7 separate regions of the Mus musculus genome follow, and all the other regions are linked to region 2. Evidence: chromatin contacts called from public ChIA-PET, HiChIP or PLAC-seq and promoter capture Hi-C data. All regions are on one chromosome and are shown on one strand. Each heading gives the region's core, a stretch centred on a gene start, on an enhancer-like site or on the middle of the called end of the contact. The rest is flanking DNA. Distances are from core to core; before and after follow the strand shown.

Region 1 (3,577 bases), core at 28-2,527, 680 kb after region 2:
TAAATCACAGTCAAGCACCACACCACAGAAGGTGTGCATCAGACACATCTCCTGCTGCTGCCTCGATGCTTCTTGCCTTGCCAACAAGAGCAGAAAGAAAAAAAAAAAATCCAGGCCTAAATTGGCTAAGGGGCTGGAGAGGTGGGTGTTTCTTTGGCTATGTTCCTAGGGCTGTTTGGGTTTTTTAGCTGTCTGTGAGCGCATTCAACTCCCAACACAGGTACTCCCTGCTTCATTTTGCCGCCCATAGGACCCCACTGCAGCTTCCTGTCCTTACAGAAGCTATCTTCTTTGTCTGCTTAAGTCACTGACTTGCGCCCCCACACCCCCTTCATTCATCTGTCCATCCACAGCAACTAGATGCTGTGCCGAAATTGTCTTTGCAGCCACTTTCCATTGAGGAGTCTTAATTTGGCAATCTGTCCCTGGTTCGACTTTTCAACTTGCTCATTCCCTCCCTTTTCTGTTAATTACTCTTTTGCTAATTAATTTTTTTCTCAGTGTCTTTGACCCAGTGGGCTCTCCGGGAATCCCTTTCTTTCCTTCAGTTTCACAAAGGGGCTGAGAGGGTGGGTGTAAATACAAAGCAGATCAAAAAGCTGACAGGCCCAGCAGTAGCACTAGGGGTCAATTTAAAACAAAGATTTAAGCGTGCTTGTGTGGCTTTCGCTTCAGAGCAGTGGAGCTGAGGGCAGGTGGGTGTCATGAAAGACACGCCCATTCCTCGGGCATCCTTTCTGCTCACTCGCCACCTTCACATGCTAGAATCAATCGCTTGCTTCTCACACAATCTGACTCCATTCCTGCACACCAGCCAGCATCTCACAATCCCGCACCCAGCACCCTTTACCATCTTTTGTGTGTTGTTAGGGTCCATCCTCACCCTCCTCACACCCGACTCCCTGCAGAGCTTTCTTTGCACACGCCCATTATGCATACACCTCTGTGCCCCGTTACACCTGCAGCCTTCGAGGACTCAACTTCCATCCTCACCCCCACCCGCGCGCACACACCTATTCTTCCACCCCGGTACACACTCCCCTTCGTTGGCCACTCCTCTCCCTCCCTCCTCCCGCGTCTCGCACACTCGCCCCGCCCCTGGGGACACCTGCTCGTGCTGGGCAGGGCGGGGATGCGCAGCCGCGGCCCCTTCTCCTCCGCTCCCCCTCCCCGCCCCACCCCTCCCTCCATCCCTCACCGGCTCCCCGGCTCCCGCCCCGCCCGCCCGCCGCTCCGGGGGGGTCTCCGCCGCCGCCGCCGCCGGAAGGAGCCGCCATTTGCTACCGCCGAACGCACGGGCCGAACCGAGCCGGATCCGGCAGTCGGAGCGGGACTGGGGCCGAGAGGACGACGATGGGGGGCGGCCCCGCCGCAGGAGGACCGGGGCGCATAAGCCCCGGTGCCCGGCCGGCTCCGGACCCCGACCCGCGGGGCGCGGCACCCTGAGCCCCCTCCCCGCCCCCTGCCCCTGCTCCTGCTCGGGCCATGCCTGCCCACCCTGCCGTCCGCGGGCTGACGGCCCTCTCGGCCCCGCGAGCCCTGGTGCCCCGGCGGCGGCAGCAGTGAACAGCGCTTGCAGGCCGCGGAGACCCCGGCCCGGTCCTGCGCTCCGGCGCGCGCCCCCTTCCCGGCCTGCTCCTCGCCCCTCCCCCCGCCGCTCGGGAGCCCCCCTCGCTCGCCGCCCCCCGCCCCCCGGCGCCCGGACGATGCTCAAGTCTCGGCTCCGCATGTTCCTGAACGAGCTGAAGCTGCTGGTGCTGACGGGCGGGGGGCGGCCCCGGGCCGAGCCGCAGCCCCGGGGGGGCGGGGGAGGCGGCTGCGGCTGGGCGCCCTTCGCCGGCTGCTCCGCCCGGGACGGGGACGGCGACGAGGAGGAGTACTACGGGTCGGAGCCGCGGGCCCGGGGCCTGGCCGGCGACAAGGAACCGCGGGCCGGACCCCCGCCGCCGCCCGCGCCGCCGCCGCCGCCCCCAGGCGCGCTGGACGCTCTGTCGCTCAGCAGCAGCCTGGACAGTGGGCTCCGAACCCCCCAGTGCAGGATCTGCTTCCAAGGCCCGGAGCAGGTCAGGCCCGAGCACCTGGCTGGGCGGGGAGGGTGGGGGCGCGTACCTGGGGTGTCCGCGGAGACCGGGGCAGGGGGCGGGGCCAGGGGGAGCTGGGCGGGACCCAGGACCCGAGTGGAAGTGGGGTGAGGTTGGCCTGGCTGGAGACTCCTGGAGTGTGTCAAGGTTGGGGCCGGGTGGGTGGGGGGTCAGGGGCTCCCAGTCGAGGTAGGGTTATTCTCCTCGGAGGGCTCAGAGTCTCTGTCACCCGATATCAGACAGCTCTTAGCACCTGCTCCCCTCACCTTAGGGTAGCCATTAGCCGAGGGAACCTATTTTTTGGAAGTGGGCAGAAAGGAGAGTACATTTGTTCTCACCTTGAGGGGAGGGGCCAGGCAGGACCCTGCTCCTCTCAGTATTTCTCCCGATGAGGCAGTTTTTGCTCCCGTCTTGCAACTTATCCACTTCATTCTAAAGAGCCTTCTTTGTTTAATTTTATGGGTAAAGTTGTCCCGGGATAGTGCCAGCGGGCATCTCTGTGCAGCGAGAAATGACTGTCTGACTAAAGGGGACCATGTTCCACTCCTGCTCCCAGAGTGTCTCCCCATTTTAGCGTGGACACCACGATTGGTTAGCCATCCCAGCTGGCACCAGATCTATATACTGGAAGTACTGTGGAGTGGATGAAGGGATGCCTAGCTCAGCAGCCCAGCCTCTCTCCTCCCTCCAGGTCCTAGGCAGAGGTCAGCTCTTTAGGATGTCTTAATCACCTTTCCGATTTCTAGGAAAAGGGAAGACTCAGGCTTCCCTCTCCCTCTCGTCTCACCTTTGATCCCTTCGGTTGGAGAAGTTTTTCTTGAGCTGTGACTTCTTACTTTTGTGCTGTAGCCTTAGCATCTTGCCCTACTCTGGGTGGAAAGCCCTAGTTTTTAAGTGTAATAGTATGACTGACCCGAGGAAGAGGTTTCCTCTCCAGGAGTGCTGCAGAAGGGGTCCGTCCGGGTGATGACTGCTGACAGGCGCCCTCCCCTCTCTTCCTCCAGGGGGAGCTCCTGAGCCCTTGCCGCTGTGACGGCTCAGTGCGTTGCACACACCAACCCTGCCTAATCCGCTGGATCAGTGAGAGGGGCTCATGGAGCTGTGAGCTTTGCTACTTCAAGTACCAGGTCCTGGCGATCAGCACCAAGAATCCACTGCAGGTGAGGTGTAGGGAGCTCTCTGGACCAGAACCTTGCAGGGAACCTATTTTATCTTATTTAGTGTTTTCCCAAAGCAACCGCCCTCCACCATTATGGCTTTCCAAGACACATGTTCTAGACACTTAGAACAAGGGGGAGTGTGGAAAGACAGTGTTAGTGGTAATAGTAAATACACTCTGTTTTCTGTGTGTCATTTGTTGTGTGTTCATAATGATCTTATTAGATACCATTACCATGCCTGTCTTTAGTAACAGGATACAGACACATGTAGAGATTAAATACTTGTCTACACTACTCAATAATTAATGTAGACATTGGAGTTAAGATTGGAGTTCC
Region 2 (3,434 bases), core at 553-3,052:
TGAAACAAAACGAAAAAGAGATGAGAAAAAAAAAATCAGTTAGCTTGGTCCTGAAAGTCTACGGAGCTGGGGCTGCAGAGACAGCTCAGCAGCTGAGATCATCTGCTGTTCATGCAGAGGACCCAGGTTCCGTCCCCAGCACCCACATGACTTTATCTCTAGTTCCAGGAGATCCCATACCTTCTTCAGATTTCTTCAGGCAACACACACACACACACACAGAGTACACTTACATTCACAGAAGCAAATACTCATCCACACAAAACAAAAACCAAATAAATCCTTAAAAACAAAATAAAACAAAAAGAGGCCAGGTACAATAGTAGATACCTATAATTGTAGCACTTGGAAGTCTGGGACGGGAATAACAGGAGTCCTAGGATAGCCTGGGGTAGAAAGCCAGACTGTGTGTTTTTAAAAGAGGGGAGTGAGCTATATGTGTCTAGCTAGGAGCCTTCCAACTGAATGGATGTTCAGCCCTCAGTACAATCCAAACAACAGGCTCGGGTTTCTTTACTAACTTCTTCCTAAATCAAGTTTTTCTTTCTATCATTAAGTCTATTCTCTTTCCTCACAATGCCAAATGCCAGGAATATACTTGAACTATTATCAATGCTCCATTAGCAGCTAAGGAAGAGGTAACGGTTGCACCTTTACTTGTCTGCCATAGCTGTCCTTTCCAGTCTACAAACAAACCTCTCAGCTCTTTTTTTCTTTTCTTTTTGAGATCTTATGTAGCCCAGGCTGACTTTGAAATTGCTCTGTTACTAAGGATGATCTTGATGGCATTATGATACTCCTACCTCCATCTCCCAAATGCTAGATTACAGATAAGAGCCACCACCAGCCCCACCTCAAAATCTCAAACTCTTGAATCCCCACCTCGCCCTTCATGGGATACTTGCCTATTCTCTGGTCCTTCCCAGACCCCTTCTGGATGCTAATTTCTCAAACGTTACTGTATTCTGTGGATGAAGCTAAACTCATAGCCAAAGCAAACACAACTGTGGTATGTAACATTACTTAGGTACGTTGTATCTGTCTTTACCAACTATACAGTAACAACTGGATGCCTTAAGCAAGGGAAAGATTCCTGCAAGCGTTTTTAACATCACTTTTCCCCCATCTCAGGTCTTGCACACCTCGGAGAAACAACTAGTCACATGCGTGTGCTTCGCACAACTCGCCCTGAGCAGCACAACCCTTTTCTCCATCGCACCAGGTTCTACCAACAATTCCCAACTTTTCCCGGGGGCCCAGCACTCGTCTGAGTATTGTTGGGTACCAACCACGCGTCTCCCGGGCCCTGGCGGTCACTCATCCACGGTGGGAGGCTCCGGGCACCCCATGGATATACAACTTGCAAGGAGTACGCCCCAACCAAAGGTCTGCCCGTGCCGCGGTCTCCCCGCGATCCGCCAGGGCAGGGACAGCACCGGGCTGGGGCGCAGCACCGCCGGGAAGGCGCACCTCGGTCGCCACAGACAGCGCGGGCTGCCCCCGTGCGACCCAGGCCCGGCGCCGCGGGAGCCGGCCGAGCGGAGGCCCGGGAGCCGCGGCCCGGTCGCCGGGAGGGAGGACAGGGCCGGCCGGGGACACCGGCGGGGCGCGCCCAGCCAGGGCGACAGAAAGGCCGAGCGGGAGTCCGGCTGGACCCGATCGCGCTTACCCGGCTCCGCGGGGTCCGAGCACCATCGCCGCCACCGCCTCACACAAAGGCCCCGGCCCGCCGTGCCCGGCCCGACGAGGAGGCGGCGCCGCCGGCCGCGGCCAGACTCTCCATCCGCCGAGCCGCTCGCCGCGCCGGCCCGGGCCGCCCCCGCCGCCCGGCCCGCAGCGCCCCCCGCCGTCCCGGAGGAGGCAGCGCCCCCCGCCGCCCGGCCCGCAGCGCCCCCCGCCGTCCGGGAGGAGGCAGCGCCCCCCGACGGCCGGGCGGAGCCACGAGCCCACACCAGCCCGCTCGCTGTGGCGCCTGGGGAGTGAAAAGCAGGTCCAACCAACCCTGTCCCCCAACAGCCTCGCAAAAATCTGTGTGCTTGTTCAGTTAATTTATGACTCCCGCGAGCTTTCTGAGGGCAGGGATCTGTGGTTTTGCCAGAGCTCCACTTTTGAGTTCTGCTTGTCACCTTGCCTTGCACACATATAGGCGCCTTCTAAAAACCTGTGTGCGGGTGCAGGTATGTGACTGTGCGGATGGGGGTGAGGGGGGCGGGGTCTGACCAAGCCAGCTCAGTCAGTCAACCGGGTCTCAAGGGAGGGAGTGAGGATTGCAAAGAAGAAAAAAAAATTGACAAAACTATAACATGACTCCAGCCAGTGCTGAGGCTGAGGCTGAAGCAACTTTATTTTTTTAGCTTTTATATCATTCTAGGTACATCCAAAAAAAACAAAAAACATGGTTCTTAGACCAAAGACAAAGTAATCAAGAGAAGTAGTAAACAAAGAGATCACACACGGTAATGATTAAGCATAGTAGCAAACAAAGCCCCACAGTCACCGTTTCTCACGTTCTTATCTGAGCCTACTTCCTTGTCCGAGCCCAGTGACAATGCCAAATTCCTGGAAGCAGCACCAGACACTCTCACCAGGGGTAGATGATTAACGAATGGAGTATTTCAGGTTAGATCCCCAGGAAGCTCTTCTGATAGCCCAAAACGGACCCTCCTTCCTGGTAGATGGCCAGATGGAGTCACTCTGTTACCTGGACCGTGGCAACCCAGGTGTCTTCCTAAACGGGTCCGTCCCCTGTCTAGAATTCCATCACTGGCCTCCTCCCTTCTCCTGAATCTGCTCATCAAATGATCCTGCTCAAGACTAGCCATAAAACCAAAGCTCCCCTGCCTACGTCCTTACACAGCCTAGACAGCCCAGGCTGGCTCCTTCCCATCCTGCCTCGCCTGCCAGCCAGGCACAACTCCAGCCCAGGCCTGTGTCTCATGGCCAATTCCAGCCTATCTGTCCTCTCTCTTTCATATCTGCCATAAAAGCATTCCCTTTGTGGGCTGGGGAGCTGGTTCAGAGGTTAAGAACACTGGCTGCTCTTCCAGGGGTCCGAAGTTCAATTTTCAGCAACCACATAGTGGCTCACAACCATCGCTAATGAGATCTGGTGCCCTCTTCTGGCCTGCAAGCATAAGTGCAGGCACAATGCTGTATACATAATAAATGTATTAATAAGTAAATCTTTTAAAACAAACAAAATCCTCCCTTTTAGCCATACCAGGGAATGACTATGTTGTCCATCCACACGAAAGTATCAGAAGGTCAAGGTCACCCTCAGCTACATAGCAAGTTTGAAGGTAGCCTAGGCTACATAAAAGCCTGTCTCAAAAGTTTTTTTTCTGTGTTATTACCCACTCCTGGGTTCCTAAAACGTGAAAGGAATTGGACAGTGAAACGAGGGTGATGAGTGACAGGAGATGCCTCTCAGGTCC
Region 3 (3,545 bases), core at 206-2,705, 800 kb before region 2:
TGCTGAGCCATCTCTCCAGCCCCACATTGCTCTCTTCAGACACAACAGACAGAGGGTATCAGACCCCATTGCAGATGGTTGTGAGCCACCACGCAGTTGCTGGGAATTGAACTCAGCATCTCTGGAAGAGCAGTCAGTGCGCTTAACCGCTGAACCATCTCTCCAGGCCATGGCAGACTTGATTCTTGACTGTAATAAACCTATATAGAGTCATCCAGGGCAGCAGCACTATCCGACTGACAGTAGCTTTTAAAAATGAGCACAGAAGAACGCTTCATCAAACCTTTGAAAAGGAGTACAGAAGAAAGGTTCATCAAATCCTGTTTCCTCTTCCGTCTTCCAGAGTGTGCTGAGATCAAATACCACCTCCAACCCCGTGCTTCCCGCCGAAGTTTATACACACAACCAGGAAGTGTAGGTACTCAGTTCAAGCCTTGGTCATGAGACGCGGCCTATTACAGTTTATCACCACCAGGTGGCGCTTAAGGCACAAAATTGACAACAGATGGGGCCCCACCCTGTTTGTGCGGTTAAGGCACAGCACCCCGTGGCTCCTGAATCCGATCTGTGACAAAACCGGCCTGAAAAATGTTCTGTGCACCATATAATAATGTCTATGTGAAGGTCTCATGATGTGGTGGGTCGAGGAAGAAAAAGTTAGAAATGCATGTACCTCCGGAGCTCAGCTGGTCTATTCAACAAGAGCCTTTTCTTTTACTGAGGTGTGGTACAAGTTTTGGTGTGTGGGGAGTCCTTCAACTAAGGAAGTTCCTCACATTGCAGTGATGGTAGTCCCAGCAAGCAGATCACCCATCCTCTTCTGTTTCTACTTGCTCACATGTGTGAATGTGGAGAGCCTGGGTAAAAGAGAGAATTGTGCTCAGGAAGTCTAGATCCTGCCAGGCCTGGGGCAGCAGAGAAAGGGAAGTAAAACTTAATATTACTCTTTGATGCAGAATAGATTTTGAGTCTTGTGTTTTTCTGCTTAGCAGGGGAAGTAGGGTTGGTTAGAAGAGAGAGATTAGGTTTGTAGCTGTGCGTCTTAGTTACTGTCCTATTGCTGTGAAGAGACATAATGACCAAGGTAGTTCCTATAAAAGAAAGCATTTAACGGGAAGCTTGCTTACAGTTTTAGAAAGTTTAGCCTGGGCTGGAGAGATGGCTCAGCTGTTAAGAGCACTGACCGCTCTTCCAAAGGTCCTGAGTTCAAATCCCAGCAACCACATGGTGGCTCACAACCATCTGTAATGGGATCTAATGCCCTCTTCTGGTGTGTCTGAAGACAGCTACAGTGTACTAACATATAGACATATATGTAATAAATAAATAAAATCTTTTTAAAAAAAGTTTAGCCCGTCATATCATGGAGGGTTGGCAGCCCTTGAGGCTGGTGCTGGATAAATAGCTAAGAGCTACATCCTTCTGTGTAGGCTTGGCATGGACTTTAGCACTTTCCAAGTGCATCTTCAGTGGCACACTTCCTCTAACAAGGCCACACTTCTTAATCCTTTTCAAGCAGTGCCACTCCCTGGTGACTAAGCATTCAAATCCATGAGCTTATAGGGCCATTCTCATTCAAACAGCACAAGCTGGTGATTTTTATCTGGCTTGGAGCTGTGTTTCCTCAAAATTGCTTTAACCCCCACCCCCACCCCCTGCAGTCCACCGTCTCTCTCCCTCAGCTCAGCCAGGACTTTGGCCCTGGGTCTATTAGGTCTTGGAGGACCAGGAGATGATGGATAACTCTGGAAAGGTCAGGCAGCTCACAGACACTTGTCATCAGGTAACCCAAACTGACCTTGAGTTTCTAATCCTCCCACCCCTACCTCTTGAGTACTGACTGAGATTACAGGTGTATGCCACCACCGCACCTGGTTTTATGTGGTGCTGGGGATGGGACCCACGGCTTTGGGTACGCAGGGGTCTTAGTTTGGGTTTCTATTAATGTGACAAAGTACCATGACCCAAAAGCAAGTTGGGGAAAGGGTTTATTTGGGTTACGTTTCTACACTGTAGTCTATCACTGAAGGAAGTCAGGGCAGGAACTCAAACAGGGCAGGAACCTGGAGGTTGGAGCTGATGCAGAGGCCATGGAGGGATGCTGCTTACTGGTTTGCTCAGCCTGCTTTCTTATTGAATTCAGGACCACAATCCCGAGGATAGCTCTACTCACAATGGGCTAGACCCTCCCCCACTGATCACTAAGTAAGAAAATGTCCTGCAACTGGGTCTTATAGTGGCATTTTCTCAATTGAGGCTCCATCCTCTGATGACTCTAATTTGGGGCAGGTTTGACATAAAACAAGTCAGTTCACCAGGCAAGCACTCCACTCACTCTTCCCTGTCAGTTTGATCAGAGAAGTCATGGACCCATCAGAGTTGGGGCTCCAACCAGCATATGTTCTGCAGAGAGGAGGATCACCACAGAGGGAATGTCCTACTGTCTTCAAGGGAAGCCATGTGGTCAGTGAAAGGACAGGAACCAGAAACACCCAAGACCAAGTTCTCAACACAAAGGAGATTTATTTTTTATTTTGTAAAATATGTTATCTTTTTTTTATTAGATATTTTCTTTACTTACATTTCAAATGCTATCCTGAAAGTTCCCTGTACCCTCACCCTGCCCTGCTCCCCTACCTACCCACCCCCACTTCTTGGCCCTGGCATTCCCCTGTACTGGGGCATATAAAGTTTGCAAGACCAAGGGGCCGCTCTTCTCAATGATGGCCGACTAGACCATCTACAAAGGAGATTTATTTGCCCCAGAGGGACAAAGGACAAAGGACTGTCTCTGGATGGAGAGGAGACAGACATGGCCCGTAGGCAAATGGCAGTTCAGAAAGGGAAAGGGAGAAAGAACCTCATGTTGGGTGAGTTGGTTAATTTTGATCAGAAGTGTTGATATGGGTAGCAAGGGGGTTTCTCACTACTGGACTTAATGCTTTGGTAACTGGACCTTGGTGTTTTGTCTCAGGAATGTGTCTGTGGCCAAATAAGGGAATGTACCTTGGGGGCTAGCTTTAGGAATGTAATCTTAACAGTTTAGCAAGGCAAAGGGAAGGGAGGAAGGGGGAGACCTGACAGAGCCATGTTTGCCAGTCTTGGGGCTGCTCCCTTCAGCCAGCAAGACCCTAAACTGTTTCAACAGATCCCACAACTGGTAGGAAAAAGAACTAAAGGAAACAACAGACTCTTCCCCAAATTCTTACAAGTAGCACCTGAGGACCCCAACTGGCCACAAGAAGAACAAAATGTGTTCATTTTGTGGCCACTTATATGTTCTTAAACACCCAAGGAAAATGTAACCAAAACAATGTTACAAAATTACCAACCCCAACCAGGATTCTTACCCTGACCTATGCTTTTTTTTTTTTTTTTTTTTTTTTGACAGGGTTTCTCTGTGTAGCCCTGGCTGTCTTGGAACTCACTCTTTAGACCTGGCTGGCTTTGAACTCAGAAATCTGCCTCCCTCTGCTTCCCAAGTGCTGGGATTAAAGGCATGTGCCACCACTGCCTGATCATTTATGGTCTTAAAGTCCTACAAA
Region 4 (3,461 bases), core at 386-2,885, 530 kb before region 2:
GAAGAAACACAAGTGTTCTTTAAAGGTCACATGATTCTACTACAGAGCAAACATTGCCACCTAGAGTCCAGGCGTTGACTTTCTTTCCTTAAAGGCAGGAATGGAGAAGGGAAGAGATTGGGCAGGAGATCCAATTATTCTCCTTCTAAAAATTTTATTTTATGTATATGTTGGATGTTTTGTCTGCATGTTCACCCACAGATCAGAAGCGGCATTGGATCCTATAGGACTCTAGGATTATAGATGGTTGTGAACCACCATGGCTGGGAATTGAACTCAGGACATCTGGGAGGGCAGACAGTGCTCTTAACTGAAGAACCATCTCCATAGCCCTGATCCAATCTCTCTTCAAACAAAATGTTTGTTTTCATTTTAGCTTTCTTGCAATCCTTGATCCTCGTGCCTTACTCTCTGTGAAAGCTTTGGTTGAGCTACAGCTCCAAACGGGTACTTGACTCTTTAAATTATATGCCTGTATTGCTTCTAAGAAACAAAAACTTGACGGGTGGTGTTGGTGCACACCTTTAATCCCAGCTCTTGGGAGGAAGAGGCAGGTGGATCTTTGAGTTTCCAGGACAGGAGGGCTACACAGAGAAACCCTGTCTCAACCCTCACACCCAAAGTCTGCCTAAGTGAACTAACTGCACGTAGGCTATAGGGGCTGCAACAAAGTACTTTCTCTAGTTGGCTTCACTCTCCGATATCAGTTTTGCACTGAATAAGGTTTTCTGAAATAAACTAGACTTTGTGTGTAACCTTAAGCAAACAGTTTCACCTCTAGGACTATAGTTTATATGTATTATATGTATATAATATATATATATACATATGTGTATATATATATATTATACAAACACACACACATAATGATCAAGGATGTCTTTCTTATTTATTTATTTATTTGTGCAAGGATCAAAAATTATGTAAAGGGCCTCGAGAGATGGCTCCATGGTTAAGAGCACTGGCTGCTCTTCCAGAGGACCTGGGTTCGGTTCCCAGCCCCCACATGGCTGCTCACAACCATCTTAACTCCAGTCCTAGTAAATTCGGCCCTCTTCTGGCCAATTCAGGCACGCACCTAGTACATAAACACAACATGCATACAAATTTTAAAAATATAATAAGGAAGCAAACAAATAAGTAAATAGATTCGCAGAGCAGAGGTTAAAGCTTTGGCTTATGACAAGGATCATAATGGGTACATAGAGCAGCTGCAAGGGTTGCGGAGGAGTTTTGGAAGGAAGTCGACAGGGTTGAGAAGTAGAACTGTGCAGCGGTGCAGCATCCTGCAGGGTGTTCGACTTCAGCCAGAGAGCAGAAGCCTTGTCTACAGGGGCATCACCCGGGGCAGCAGCCCTTCCCGGGAACCGGCTGGCACCTCCGCCCCGCTCCGCACACCCTTTCGGGGCCTGTACCTTCTGAGGGTCCAGTGCCGCTCCTTCCAGTGCTCTCGCTGCAACTTCCAATTCTCCAAGCGGTTCAAGGACCCGTTTTCCACCCTCCCCCGACTCCGGCGGACCAAGATAGCGAACAGCGGAATGGGTCACCCGGCTGGCGGAATGGATCACCCGGCTGTGGACGCTCGGCGTTCCGGGATCGGTGGGGCGACCGAAAGCTTAGCCACGCCCTCCCCGCGTGTCACTCTCATTGGCTGAAACACAACCCCGTTCAGCGCTGGGCTGGACAAGCTGCTTGAAACCACACCGCCGACTTCAGTGATTGGCGGAGAGGGAGAAGCTCGTTAGTGCCCGCTCCCGCCCCCCTAGTCGGGCGGAGCCCAACTAAAGTCTTAGCCAGGAATTCTAGCAGCTGATTTACCCGAACCGAACCGTGAGTTCTAGGGAAAGGAAACTGAAACCAGGGTGCGTGAAGGCACCTAGGACTCCATAGAAAGGGTGGGACCTGCGTCCCTTAGGATAGGGAGGGAAGAGCTGAGGTAATAAGGTATTTTTGAGGATATGAATGATAAATACTGTGGGTTCATGATAACGCTTTTTAATTTCTATAATCACTTGTTCAGGTGGAAGTTAGCCAGCCCCATTAGAGTGTAAAAATCTAAGTTTCAAGAAGGAAATTACTGGCAAGCGATGACAGTATCCCAAACCATCCACCCACCCATCCATCCATCTACACTTCTCTTGTCAGAATTTTCCACTTATTGGTTGTTTTGTTACTATCTCTTGTACGCCAAGACACCATAGTTCTTTAATAAAGGCCACTCCCAGTTAGAAGTTGTACTTTCAACTTCTGACACAAAATTAGACATGGCTATTTCTTCCACAACACCGATATCTGTGGTGGCATCCTTTCCGGTCTCTGGCTGATGGGTGGTCACCTCTGGCTGAGGGGTGGTCACCTCTTTCTCATCATAATAATACTGGATCAGCCGCTGAACCCCAGCCTTCATCGCTGGCTTAAGAGCAGCCGTGATCACCGCACCAGCTGGGCCCCCTGACGCGCCTACCATGGCCATCAAGAGATCATAACCCAGATCTATGGCCCCATCTCGACCTCGTTCCTTGGCCTTGTCAGAGCAGTTCTTAATGGCGTAATACAAAGCTGTGCCTAGGTTGTAGTAGGTGCCTACTGCTGGTAGTAGGTCAACCACATTGTGGACACTCTGTTCCTGATCATTGTCGCAGTCTGTGTTGGAAATCGAACGTTTGGCCCTCTTTGGACCTGGCTGCTCCCAGGCTAAGAGCTGCAGAGCAGAGGACAGGGCATCCACAGACACTTCCCGGTCTGTGTGTCCACTCTTCTGGAGCTCCTGGAGATGGTGGATGAGGGCTTGTGTAGCCTCCACACCTCCTAATCGGTAAAGCTGAAGCTGAAGAGCCCAGACCTCAGCCTGGCAGCCAGCTGCCTCCAGAGCATTCCTTAGAGCCAGGCCTACCAGGAATTTGGAGACAGGGGGCATGTAAGTGAAGCCAGGCAGGGACTTGGGGAGCAGCATCTGGCAGGACAAGGGCTTGTCTGAGGTCTGCATCTGGTATCCCAACTTCGAGGGAGGGAGCACCGTAGAGACACTGGTTGCCTCTCCGTGTGAAGTGGCATCCACAGGACACAGCAGGAGATAGCAAAGCAGCTGGATTGACATCAGGATGAGTCGGAGGCTATGCATGTCAGGAGCTGAGCACCCTGGAAAAAGGGAGAACCCCAAAACATGCAGACCATGTCTTTGAAGGTTATAGTCTGCAGGGAGCCCAAGATTCAGGGAACCCCCAATCTACCACCTACCTCCAAGCTTATGTTCTGTTTAGCAAAGGGGTAAGGATATGGGAAGTGCAGCACAATTTCTGTCATTTCTAGGTCAGAGTGACCTCCCCATTTAATGCCCACCCACTTATGGGGGACCCAGATTACCATACAGTCCGGCCATTGAGAAGTAAGAGTCCCTGGGTAGCTTCGGTAGTTCCACAATCCTGCTCCTGTTTCTCTGCCCTATGAATAGGAGAGATATT
Region 5 (3,644 bases), core at 194-2,693, 580 kb before region 2:
GGCTGTTTCTTTTCTTTTCGAAGACAGTACCTAATTCTATGGGGTAGACCAGAACTAGAACTCAGAAAGATCCTTCTGGTCCCGCCTCTGAGGGTTGAGATCATTATCATTACAGGTCGAATGACTTCCTGCTTTCTTCTCTTCGAACAAGTTCATACTCTAAGCCCGAGTGAGCTACTTTATTTGAGGGATAGTAAATTACCTCCACAACTGACTGGCTGCCATCTGGATTGATTCGGAAGGATCCCATCTGAATGGTCTTCTTGGGGTCCACGCGGGCAATTTCCCACTCTAATTCATCCACCAGAGCCCTGCAAGCTGGTGTCAGGGAAGAGAACAGGGAGTGGGGATGGTGAGGGGAATGAGGGTTTTTCTATCCATCCTTGTTCCAAGCTTTGGATCTCATGACTCCCACGGGTCATCTTCCTCCCACTTCTCCACTGGTCTTCGTGCTTTTACCTCCACAGTGTAGATCTTGGCTCCTTCGAGCCCAGGCAGTTCCCAGCAGGACCCCCAAAAGTAGGGCTAGCCAACCCCAGCCTTTCATCTTTAGTGTAACAGGGTCGCTCCACCTGGATTTGTATGAAAATGAAACACAGGTGTGAGGAGAGCGATCCATTTCCCCCATGACCGTCACCCCTCATTCCAAGGCCTTCAGAGGCCTTGGTGTGATTCGGATTGTTTTCCAGGAAAAAACCTCGTTACAAACACCCGAGGGACCGGAGTTCGGGATGGGGGAATAGGGAGTGAGAGCTCGGGACTGGGACTCAGATCCAGAAACTATGTCCTCCACAGGTGAGGGCCTGGGTTTTGATACTTTGAGGACACTGAGGACTCACAGAGCTATGCAGTAGCTTTGAGATGGAGGTTATCGATTACGTGAGAATGACGGGCAGAAAGGAGCTGCCAGCAAGGAACCAGTCAGGCCATGAAGCCAGCGAGCACACTCCATAACCAGGGCCTATGTGGACCTAGCACCAAGGGTTCCGGAATCCCCATCTCTAGAATGTAAGTAGCTCCCGTGCAGACAGACCAGCCCCTTTTGTAAGGACTCCGCCATCGCTTTGCTCGGGTCCATTCCCAACCTCAGTGCGCCCACAGCCTCTGACGCTCGCATCTGTCCCACCTCTGCTCCCACGGCCGCCGCCGTGGCCCAGGCTCTGGAAAGCAGCCGGACTCTCACTTTGTTTTCTGTGGGTCCCAACCCTAGCAGCTGGCTGGGAAAAACGGGGCTGTCCCGGCTTCTCCAGAGCGCTCCGGCTCCCGCCAGGTTCAGGGTGGCCAGTGACCGCCTGGCCCAGCTTCCCGCACTTAACTAGGCACCTAAGCGGAGATCTGAGGGTCCCGTGCGAGCCCCCCACCGAAACTGACCCTAAGCCCGCCCCTCCAAACTCTCGCGCGAGCAGGCAGCTTTAGGAGCGCCTCCGAGGCAGCGAGGACCCCTTGGAAGACTTGAGGACCCAGACTTGCGTGGCGAATTGGTTCACGTGACCAACCAAAGAACAAAGGTAGCCTAGCTTACAGTGAGGACCGAGCGCATGGGGTGCCTGGGGAAATTGCATCAGTCCAGGTGGGCTAGGACTTGCAAACAGATGCAATTAGTAGTGGGAGAGAAGCCTAGGTTTCAATGCACAAAGATTTCATGATACAGCAAACTACATTTCCCAGGAAGCACTGCAGTACCACTCTGCCAGTAGCTACAGGTCTTTTTCTTTCTTAAAAAAAAAACAAACAAACAAACAAAAAAACTAGTTTTTAAAACAACTTCCTTCTTGTACCAAATTAATAAATGATCGTCATTAGGTATGTATTGGGTAATATCATTTTTGGTATTATCTGCCTTTTCAGGCAGGTTCTTGGAGATTTCTCTTAATTTATCCTCTGAGGATGGGGGTGTGGGTTATATTACGGTCAATATTCTTCTTAGCTCTCACGCTGTGAATAGAGCAATTCCTCTCTGAATTTTCGGCACACCGCAGGTACTGTCATGAGTGAAGCAGTGTCTTGCTATGTAGCCCAGGATGCCTTGAACTCAACTCCCCATCGCAGGCTGGTTGGGGACTGTGGTTCTCAACTGCTCCGCTGTTAGGATAACAGGTTGACACCACGCCTTAAGGTCTTGAGATAAACTGGGATTTGTGATCGCTTTATGTATTTAGGGTGCTAGGCAACTACAGCAAAGACCGAACACCGTCCAGGGGAAGAACAATTATGTTCCTCCTGGTGCCCGGCATGGTGGCGCATGCCTTTAATCCCAGCACTTGAGAGGCAGAGGCAGGCGGATTTCTGAGTTCTCGAGGCCAGCCTAGTCTACAAAGTGAGTTCCAGGACAGCCAGGGCTACAGAGAAACCCTGTCTCAAAAAACAAACCAAAAACCAACCAAACAAACAAAAAAACAAAAAAACTATGTTCCTCCTGGATCCATTCATTCTGGGACTCAGAATCTTCATTTCTAGGTGTGGATCTGAAAACACAGTTTTCATTTTCTCATTGTTTGGTGAAGTCAAATCAAAGAAAGAAAGAAGCCAAAGAATCCCACACTAGCGGTTTTCTAATGAGATAAAAATACTTTTATTTTATAAAACATGCTGTTTTAAGCAAAATTTTTAAAAAATAAAACAAAACTCGAGATAGAATGTATGGAAGACAGATACTTCTCAGCTGTGGTCAGGAATGAAGCCAGTAGCTCAGCTTCCTGCACACCGGTTTGATTGGCCCATTGAGACTCTACAAGCTGGTCCACCCAGCCACCGTCTCTCAAGCAGCTAGATGCTGGAGCTGCCTGGGTCTCTGTACCCTGTGACTGTCCAGGACTTCAGTTCTCTAGCAGACTGGGAACTGAGAGTTCTGGTTCTAGAGCTCTTTTGTACAGATATCAGTTGCCCAGGATATTTATTACGAACACCAATCACTCCACCTGGGTCACTTTAGGCTTTGTTTCTGGCCCACTGTTTTGCAGAGGATAAAGGGGGAATCTGGCAGCTAGAACCTTTGCAACAATTTTGCTGCTTTCCAGTTCTATTAATAGCACCATCTGTAGACCCTGAGCAGATCCAGTTCTGGAAGTGGACAGGGTAAAGCCGACTTGAGAAGCCACCTCTCAGTTCTGGGGACAGCACTGAAAGGGAAGGCAGCTCACAGTGCCAGCACTGAGAAGACAGCTGCATCTGTTAGGAGACAGAATCACGGAGACCAGGGTGAGCAGAGGAGGCACCAGGACACTCACTATACAGAAAGAGCATGAGGGAAGTAGGGCAAGGCATGGACATTTCCCTGAGCAAGCGGCTACACCAGTGTCTCTCTCACTGACTATTGGAAACACTGAGTGATGTGTGAACTGTCAGACACTTCAGGAGCAGGTAGGGGTATTATAATCTGAGGTGGTGGTATACAAGCTCGACATATGCCAGCAACACCTACCCAGCCCAGTTTCCCTCGCCTCAGCCCAGCCTTACTCTTGGGACTTGTCTGGCTTTCAGGCTCAGGCACCTTCCAGTCCATCTTTCGGCCCTTCTCATAGAGACCCTTGAGCACCTTGTGGAAGGACTCGGGCTCGGTGCCGTTCTTGCTCAGCTCCAGATACTTCCGGTAGAGTTGAAGGGCTGTGCGGGCATCCTCAATGCTGTCATGGGTCTCACCTTGA
Region 6 (3,537 bases), core at 896-3,395, 630 kb before region 2:
GTACTGATATGGGTTCAGTCAAGAGAGTCTTCCTGGAGGAGGTGTTCTGAAGTCAGTACTTAAAAGAAGTTATTGGTGTAAAATGTCAGGAGGACAACAAGAGGTGAGGAGAATGAACTAGGGAAGGATTAAATGGGAGTAATTAGCTATTTAATTACTTGGAGAACAGCAAGCACATTGGTTTTGTAGGGCTCCTGGGCCTTAGGGCTTCTGAGGCAGTTAACTCTGTTAAGGTGGTGTTAATGAGGTCACAGTTCAGCCATATATCCCAGTTAACTTCCCTCTTTTGCCCAACCTTACTCCTCACTCCGAGCAGCTGTCTCAGACGTCAGAGGAGGTGGGTTCAGACTAGAGACTGAAGCTGGAAGGAGTAGGCTGCCCTTCAAGGTCATACGCAGAAGGAACACCACCTTTGAACTGGAAGGAAGGGAAGGGACGTGGGAATGAGGACACAGCAGGCTCTCTCTGAAGAGCTTGGAAGGAAAAGTGTTAGAAATGCACTCATTCTGCATCTGGAGGTTTCATGCTCTCGTGTGTGTGTGTGTGTGTGTGTGTGTGTGTGTGTGTGCATGAGAATGAGTATGTGTGTGTGCATGGTGTGTGTGTGAGAATGTGTATGTGTGTGAGTGTATAAATGTGAATGTGTGTGTGTGCATGAGAATGTGTATGTATGTTTATGGTGTGTGTGTGGGTGTGGGAGACGCACATGTGTGTTGTGTGATGTGTGTTTAGCTGGTTCTCTCCATGGGGGCGGGGGGGGGGGGGGGAGTCCTGAGGATTGAATTCAGAGCAAACTGGGTGGCAAGCACCCCTACCCACTGAGCCATCTGGCTAGCCTCGTCTTGACTCTGAGTCTATGACCTTATTTGTGTAAAGCATTTGACTTGTATCACAATGTAGCTTTGATTGCCTGTCTTCTTCCTGCCAGCACATTTCCTTTGTCAGGCAAAGCTCGAATCAATGTGGGGAGCTTTAACCCAGCGTAGGGAAAGCAGAGCTTGCTCTGTGACAGTCGGGAGAATTTTGCTTGCTCTTGCACCCGTCTAGGCTAATCTCTTTCTAATTTGTAGTTTATTTCTCTTCTCTCTTTTTCCTTTGGTCATACTTTTCCCAAGAGCGCTTGTTTTTTCCTTGAATCCTGGGACGTAGTATTCACCTTTGGGCTTTCTGCCTGTGATGTCTCGTCCTCCATTGAGTACACATTTTTCCCCGACAGTGATGGTGCTTTTTTCTAAAAGTAAATTTTGGCTAGTAGTAGCTCACACCTGTAATTCCAGCAACTGGGAAGTGGCAGCAAGAAGGTGCATATGAGTTCAAGGTCAGTGCAGGTTACAGAGCAAGATCATGACACCCCAAAGCCCTCCTGGAGAGCATGCATGTCTGTAATCTCAGCAGCTAAGAGTCAGGACGATATCCAAGAGTTCCAGGGCAACCAAGCTTATATAGCGAGGGCGTCTCAAAGAACAAACAAACCATGTCTTATGTTTGGTTTGGTCTGACAGTAGGGCTTGCTTCTTGTTTAGAGCTGGCTACTCTAAAACTGGGTAGGTAGCCCAGGCTGGCCTGGAACTCGTGGCAACCCTCCTGCTTCTGCCTCAGACTTCTTTCCATAAATATTAGGGAGGAAATTCTGCTCCTAGGGACGTTCATGAAGGAGCACTGCAAATTCAAGGCCTGAATTGTCTTGTCTCGAATAACGAGAAGGGGAGGAAGGGGGAAGGGCGTGTAGATCTAGGAGAGATTATACAAGTCAGCCCAGAACTTGCAAAGTTAATATCCTTTTCCAAAGACATAAACCGGCAGCAGGCACTGCAAAGGCCAGTAGGATGAAAAGAGCCTCTCCTTCTAAAGGGCTCTGAGAAACGTTCCTCTGGACATCGACAGCCATCTGCCGTTGACACGCCCACGACGTCGCCTCTGCGTCTACGTATCAGGTCCTGTGACCACAGACTCGCCAAGTAGTTTGTGCCAGGCGATCTCGCTCCCCCGAGCCATCTCTGCAGCTCCTCCGACACGCACCCAGCGCCCTTTCTTTCACGCCAGAGGTGTCAAAGAAACTACATCTCCCGACAGGCAGCGTTGTCCCTTCCTTCCTCGCGCTCCCTCCTCCCGATCCCTGGCAACGGCGTGACGTGAGGGGACCCAGAGCTGCGGTCACCGCTTCAGTGACAGCCTATCCGGCGCGCGGGCCGGAGCAGGGCGAAGGCAGCCGGAGCTCGCGCCGCCCTTCCTGCCCGGCCTCCCCTACAGCTCGCCGCCGCCGGGAGTGCCAGGCAGGGGCGCGCGCATGGCCTCTGCGGGCGCGCGGAGGCTCCCGGCCCCGACGCGCGCGGCCGCCCGGAGCTGCTGCGGCTTCTCGCTCTGCCGGGGCGCGCGCTCCGTCCCGACCCCGCCCCCGGGCCCTCCGCGGCCGCCGCGTCCAATGAGGTGAGAGGCAGGCACAGACGTCCGCGCAGGACCGGAGGGGGTCGCCCGGCACCCCGAAGTTCAGCGGTGGAGGGTGGCAGCCCTTAGACGGCAGGCCGGAGAAGGGCTGGCATTGGTGGTGCCCTGGGAGTTCGAATGGAGTTCTGGAGATACGCGTACAAGCTAGATGCTCGGGGCGGGTGCGTGCCAGCCACTTCTTGGCCTTCGCCGGCGTTCTGGCTTTGATGTGCCTGGCCTGACCCTGGCGTCAGAGATGCTTCAGTTTGCTTGCAGCAGTAGTGTTGCCTCAAAGGCAGCTGGCACTTAGGACGTGCCCTTCTTTTTCCCATCCCCACCCCTGGCCCTGTCCTCAGCCGCCCTCGACCTTTCGCACTCGTGACTGCCTGGCCAGCCAGCCCAGCTAGCTGCAGCAGGTGCTAGGGGCAGAAAAGCTTGCCCGAACCAACGACCTTCCTCTGTGATGCATCCCTCTTCCCCTTCACCTGAAGTGGTTGAATACAAAAAAAGAATCGTGACGCTGCCTCTCCTTTCTTTTTGGCGCTAGGTTTCTGATTTCCTGTAATCTCTTCTTGCCTCGCGCTGCCCAGGCCTTGGCAGCGGAGGCTGGCCTACCTCATAGTCGTTCCTTCATGGGCTTTGCTGCCCCCTTTACCAACAAGCGAAAGGCTTACTCGGAGCGTAGGATCATGGGGTGAGCATTCCTTTTTTTCCCCTTCAAATAAATAACCATGTACCAGTAGTGGGTAAGATTCATATTGGGCCACTTGTCTCCCCAGCAACGTTTTCGCTGCCAGCCTTTCAACCTAAATTTCCCACCTTAGTTGTTCTGCACGTGTATTAGTCTAGAATTGTGTTACATCATAGAAAGGTAACCGACTAGGTAGTACAGCCTGTAATCTAAGCTTGAAGCTTCCACGGACTACATAGCCAGAGCTGCATCATAGGTATCTCACACACACACATTTTGAGACAGGCTCTCACATAGCCTAGGGTTGGCCTTGAACTTGATATACAGTCAAGAAGACTTTGAACTTATATCTTGCCTCCACCTACCTCCCTAGAGCTGAGATTATAGACATGTGCCACCATGCTGCTGTTTTTCTGCAGTGC
Region 7 (3,449 bases), core at 252-2,751, 570 kb after region 2:
AAACGCACAGCGCTGCACACTTTGATCCCTCAACTCTGCCCACAGGTGAGAGACAGCTTATCCCTTAAATCTGTGCGTTACAGAGGTGCGAACTAGGGCCAATTACTAGGATGTCTACGTAGCCGCCATCCAGGAACCCTTCTGGAATCTCAAGTCTAAATCAAGACAGCAGGCAGTCTCCGGGTGCTCTTTTGCCTGTACATCCTCCCACACTCCAGTGGCGGCGACAAGGTTGAGGAGGATAGATTTGCCGCGCCCCTGTCTCCCCCCCAGTTCAAGCTTCGGTAGCCCTCTCCACCTCCCTGATAACTGCACCCAACCAGTCAGCAGTAAGCAGCGTCCGAGTCTAGCACTGGAGGAAACAAAAGCTCCCCGGCCACCCCCTCCAGCATGTTCTGCGCTGTCGCCGCCGCCACGCCGCGGTCCGCACTCACCCCACCACTTGCTCCTTGATCCTGACCGGGATGTGTGCGTAGCGAGGCTCAGGGGCAAGGTCTAGCAGATCGAGTCTCGGGGGACCTTGTGGGGGCGACCACAATGCCAGAGGGTTCGGGAGACTTGGCGCGTTTCGGGTGCTGGAGTACAGGAGACCCAGCGAGGCGCAGGCGAGCAGCAAGACTAGCGCATAGAGGGCCCGGCGGTCTAGCCGCATCCTGATATGGGGGAGGGTGAGAGGTGACCAGGCTCTCAGAGAACGTGAGGGCCGGGACTCTGGACCCCGCCGCCTCCGAGGCTCGCGCAGGTACCCAAGGCCAGCCATCTCCGCTCCGCACGGCGCGCACCCCTTCCCTCATGCTCACGCCAAAGGTCTCCCGGCCTCCTTTCTTCCGCCTCTCTCTCGCCTCTGGGCTTCCGCATACACCCAAGGCTTGCCGTGGTGACATGCAGTATCTTGGGTGCGCAGCCCTCGGGGACCCCACCCCCACCCCACGGGCAGCAGCCGGGCCAGGGTGCTGCGGAGGGGCGGCTGTACTGCACCTGGCGGGTCAGGGAAGGCACGGTGTCGCGCCCGCGCTCGCGGGTGCCCGGCCTCGGTGACCCTCGGGTGGCCTCGTTGAGCCACGGGCACGATGCGCGAGGCCAGGAGGACGCCGCTCCTGCCCACACCTCGGCCGCCGGGCGTGCCAGCGCACTGACCTGTCTAACGTTCTAAGGCCGCGGCAGGATCGCGGTCCGGGCAGTGCCCGGTTCTCCGCCCCGGCCGGGGGGTCCTCATGAGGCCGGCGACGGCCTGATGCGGGAGCTGGGCGGGAGGGAGCCCGACAGTGTCGGGGATCCGACTCCTCCCGCCTGCGGACTCCGGGGCTTTGTAGACCGCAGCGCGGGGGTGGTTCTGAACGTTTCCTGCCGGGGTGAACTGGATCGTAAATCCGCCGCGCCCCAGCCCCAGCGACAAAGCGGGGAAGCCCTGGCACCGCGTCGCGCTCCCAGGCAGCCGAGGGCTCAGGCCTCCGCCCGGCTCTCACACCGCAGCGCAGCGCCGCTCCCGGGCTGGCTGCGGCACAGGCTCGGGCTCTGAGCGGGGATGGCGAGCTCCGCGGCGCCGTCTGGCGGACGCGGAGAAGATTGCTTAGGCGATGAGCCCTCCCGGGAAGGTCCCCCCTTTTCACATCCCTTCGTCCCCAAACCGCGGTGTCTAAGATGCCAGTTCCCGGTCCCCGCCATTTCCCCACTCGTTCACAGTGTAGCCCCAGGAAGGGCGATTGGGTTCAGTATGCGGTCTAACCTCATTTCAAGGAACACTTGGATGGGGAAGATGAAATAAATAAAACCAGCCAGCCCTGGAGGTGAACACTGCCTCACGAGCAACAAAGACAGCGGCCTCTCTCTGACCTCTTGGCTCCGAATTCCAGCCATCAACCGAGGCAAGCCGTTACTCAATGGCCGGCCTACTTCCCCTAACTGCTTCTTGGTACAGACTTGAAGAGGAACCGCAGAAAGTGGCCAGATGGACAGTGAAGTAGGCCATAGGTGGCTTGATTCCCGACACTGACCAGAAACAAAGTCCTGTGGTTCTCAGAAGGATCAAAATTGAATAGAAAAATAGGTAAAACATAATGAAAAATGTGTCTGGGGGTTGGGGCTGTAGATAAGCAATATTGAATGAACTGTGTGTGTGTGTTGGGGAGAAGAGGGAAAACCCACCCTTAAACCAGAAGTTTCAGATCAAATGCTAAAAGTAGAATTACAAAACCTTTAAAATAAATCAAGGGCTTTTTTTCCTTTACAGTCGGAAGAGATCCCCTAAGCAAGAGGCGAAGGGAAATATTAGTAAACCTGTCTATATAAAACACTTACTGGAGAGATGGCTCAGCAGTTAAGAGCACTGGCTGGTCTTCCAAAGGACCTGGGTTCAATTCCCAGCACCCACATGGCAGCTTACAACAATAATTCCAGTTCCCGGGCGTCTGGATACCCCTTCACAGACCCACATGTAGATAGAATATTATTGTAAATAGGAATAAATTTATTTACAAAACACTTGATAGACATCGGGTGTAGAATGCAAAGTTAGGTTTTTATTACTGTGCCCAAGAACTCCGTGAATCAAAATGATCTTTGTAACCGGTCAACTCCCTGCCCGAGGACAGATACGCCACGATTCTCTGGAAGCTGTTACCCGTATCAGATAGCAAGCCACATGCGTTCACTTTTCTAGGGGATCACAGGGAGTTGAGAGGTAGGTAGGAGGAAGTATGTCAGGATGTATGCTTGCTTCCATCTGACCAAGGCATAGCCTGTGAGTTAGCCCTTTATAATCACCTGGCCATTGTAGCTGGTGGCCATTTTCTAGGAACCCTGGAGTGGACTGGCCAGAGTCCATCATCCTGGCTAGTATTAAAGCTTGCTTCAAATTTTGTTCAAAAATTGTGGCAGTCATCTTATTCTTGACTGGTAGAATCAAAACCGACGTGGCGCATGCCTTTCTTAACACCGTGGAGTCAGGAGCTGAGGAGTTAGCAGGTTTGGTCTGGTCTAAGTAAGTGAGACCCTGTCAGAAAGCCAACAGTTGGGTTGGGGGATATGGCTTAGTGGTTAAGAGCTTTTCTCCCTCTTCTAGAGGACCCAAGTTTGATTCGAAGCACCCATGTTGAGTGGCTCATAACTGCGCACTAGGAGACTTTGTGCCCTCTTCTGGTCTCCTCAGGCTCTCTCTCTCTCTCTCTCTCCCCCTCTCTCTCTCTTCTCTCTCTCTCTCTCTCACACACACAGCACACACATGCAGACACACGCACAAGTGTTGAAGATTAACCTCATTGAGAGAATGGTATTTTGAGATTTTTCATATATTGTTTCCCTACGCATGGAAATATCTTGTGAAGCACACACACACACACACATATGTTCTTCATACATGTGCGTACATGTGTCCGTGTGTTAGGATGTGGTGGTTTGGATGAAGAGGCTCCTCAATTGGCTGAGATATTTGAGCACCTGGTCTCCAGGTG

What was found. Promoter capture Hi-C pulls out the DNA fragments that hold promoters and counts their contacts. ChIA-PET counts read pairs in DNA pulled down with a chosen protein or histone mark. HiChIP or PLAC-seq counts read pairs in DNA pulled down with a chosen protein or histone mark.
Region 1: a contact with region 2 is called in a FOXA1 HiChIP or PLAC-seq map of pancreatic cancer cells. The contact joins the promoter of Marchf9 here to the promoter of Zbtb39 in region 2. A contact is called at or near these places in 1 of 39 promoter capture datasets (embryonic stem cells) and 2 of 115 datasets of contacts at active chromatin or transcription factors (pancreatic cancer cells and regulatory T cells).
Region 3: a contact with region 2 is called in a promoter capture Hi-C map of pre-B cells, with 2.6 times the contacts expected there. The contact joins the enhancer-like site here to the promoter of Zbtb39 in region 2. A contact is called at or near these places in 6 of 39 promoter capture datasets (the HPC-7 cell line, cranial neural crest, embryonic stem cells and 3 more).
Region 4: a promoter capture Hi-C map of pre-B cells shows a contact between it and region 2, with 2.9 times the contacts expected there. The contact joins the promoter of Stat2 here to the promoter of Zbtb39 in region 2. A contact is called at or near these places in 6 of 39 promoter capture datasets (cranial neural crest, embryonic stem cells, hippocampal neurons and 2 more), 1 of 484 Hi-C or Micro-C datasets (embryonic stem cells) and 1 of 115 datasets of contacts at active chromatin or transcription factors (embryonic limb bud).
Region 5: a FOXA1 HiChIP or PLAC-seq map of pancreatic cancer cells shows a contact between it and region 2. The contact joins the promoter of Cnpy2 here to the promoter of Zbtb39 in region 2.
Region 6: a contact with region 2 is called in a promoter capture Hi-C map of liver, with 2.8 times the contacts expected there. The contact joins the promoter of Coq10a here to the promoter of Zbtb39 in region 2. A contact is called at or near these places in 10 of 39 promoter capture datasets (cranial neural crest, embryonic stem cells, hippocampal neurons and 4 more).
Region 7: an RNA polymerase II ChIA-PET map of memory CD8 T cells shows a contact between it and region 2, with 12 read pairs. The contact joins the promoter of B4galnt1 here to the promoter of Zbtb39 in region 2. A contact is called at or near these places in 2 of 39 promoter capture datasets (embryonic stem cells and pre-B cells), 2 of 484 Hi-C or Micro-C datasets (both in embryonic stem cells) and 2 of 115 datasets of contacts at active chromatin or transcription factors (memory CD8 T cells and pancreatic cancer cells).

What each region holds. Positions count from the first base shown.
Region 1 is chr10:127,057,884-127,061,460 of GRCm38.p6, reverse strand. It overlaps Marchf9 (membrane associated ring-CH-type finger 9), which reads left to right and starts at 1,277. Exons shown (of 4, transcript NM_001033262.2): 1 at 1,277-2,063; 2 at 3,086-3,241. The coding sequence starts at 1,707.
Region 2 is chr10:127,737,898-127,741,331 of GRCm38.p6, reverse strand. It overlaps Zbtb39 (zinc finger and BTB domain containing 39), which reads right to left and starts at 1,802. Exons shown (of 2, transcript NM_198035.2): 1 at 1,670-1,802.
Region 3 is chr10:128,533,386-128,536,930 of GRCm38.p6, reverse strand. No RefSeq gene overlaps it. Among named protein-coding and RNA genes, the nearest start is that of Esyt1, 9.3 kb to the right of the region's middle. Within about 2 kb of position 1,455, at least 173 of the 459 cell types and tissues checked have an H3K27ac peak or open chromatin away from gene starts, as enhancers often do. A contact at or near this core is called in the HPC-7 cell line and pre-B cells, where this site is marked.
Region 4 is chr10:128,268,672-128,272,132 of GRCm38.p6, reverse strand. It overlaps Stat2 (signal transducer and activator of transcription 2), which reads right to left and starts at 1,635. Exons shown (of 24, transcript NM_019963.2): 1 at 1,416-1,635. It overlaps Apof (apolipoprotein F), which reads right to left and starts at 3,434. Exons shown (of 2, transcript NM_133997.3): 1 at 3,364-3,434; 2 at 883-3,138. The coding sequence starts at 3,121. The coding sequence ends at 2,174.
Region 5 is chr10:128,320,258-128,323,901 of GRCm38.p6, reverse strand. It overlaps Cnpy2 (canopy FGF signaling regulator 2), which reads right to left and starts at 1,443. Exons shown (of 6, transcript NM_019953.1): 1 at 1,127-1,443; 2 at 460-572; 3 at 203-318. The coding sequence starts at 547. Pan2 (PAN2 poly(A) specific ribonuclease subunit) reads right to left here. Exons shown (of 26, transcript NM_133992.3): 25 at 3,457-3,644; 26 at 2,544-3,168. The coding sequence ends at 3,137.
Region 6 is chr10:128,367,588-128,371,124 of GRCm38.p6, reverse strand. Coq10a (coenzyme Q10A) reads left to right here and starts at 2,145. Exons shown (of 5, transcript NM_001374700.1): 1 at 2,145-2,427; 2 at 2,972-3,118. The coding sequence starts at 2,288.
Region 7 is chr10:127,163,208-127,166,656 of GRCm38.p6, reverse strand. It overlaps B4galnt1 (beta-1,4-N-acetyl-galactosaminyl transferase 1), which reads right to left and starts at 1,501. Exons shown (of 11, transcript NM_008080.5): 1 at 1,138-1,501; 2 at 435-653. The coding sequence starts at 652. Gm51819 (a long non-coding RNA gene) reads right to left here. Exons shown (of 3, transcript XR_003949045.1): 3 at 2,974-2,992.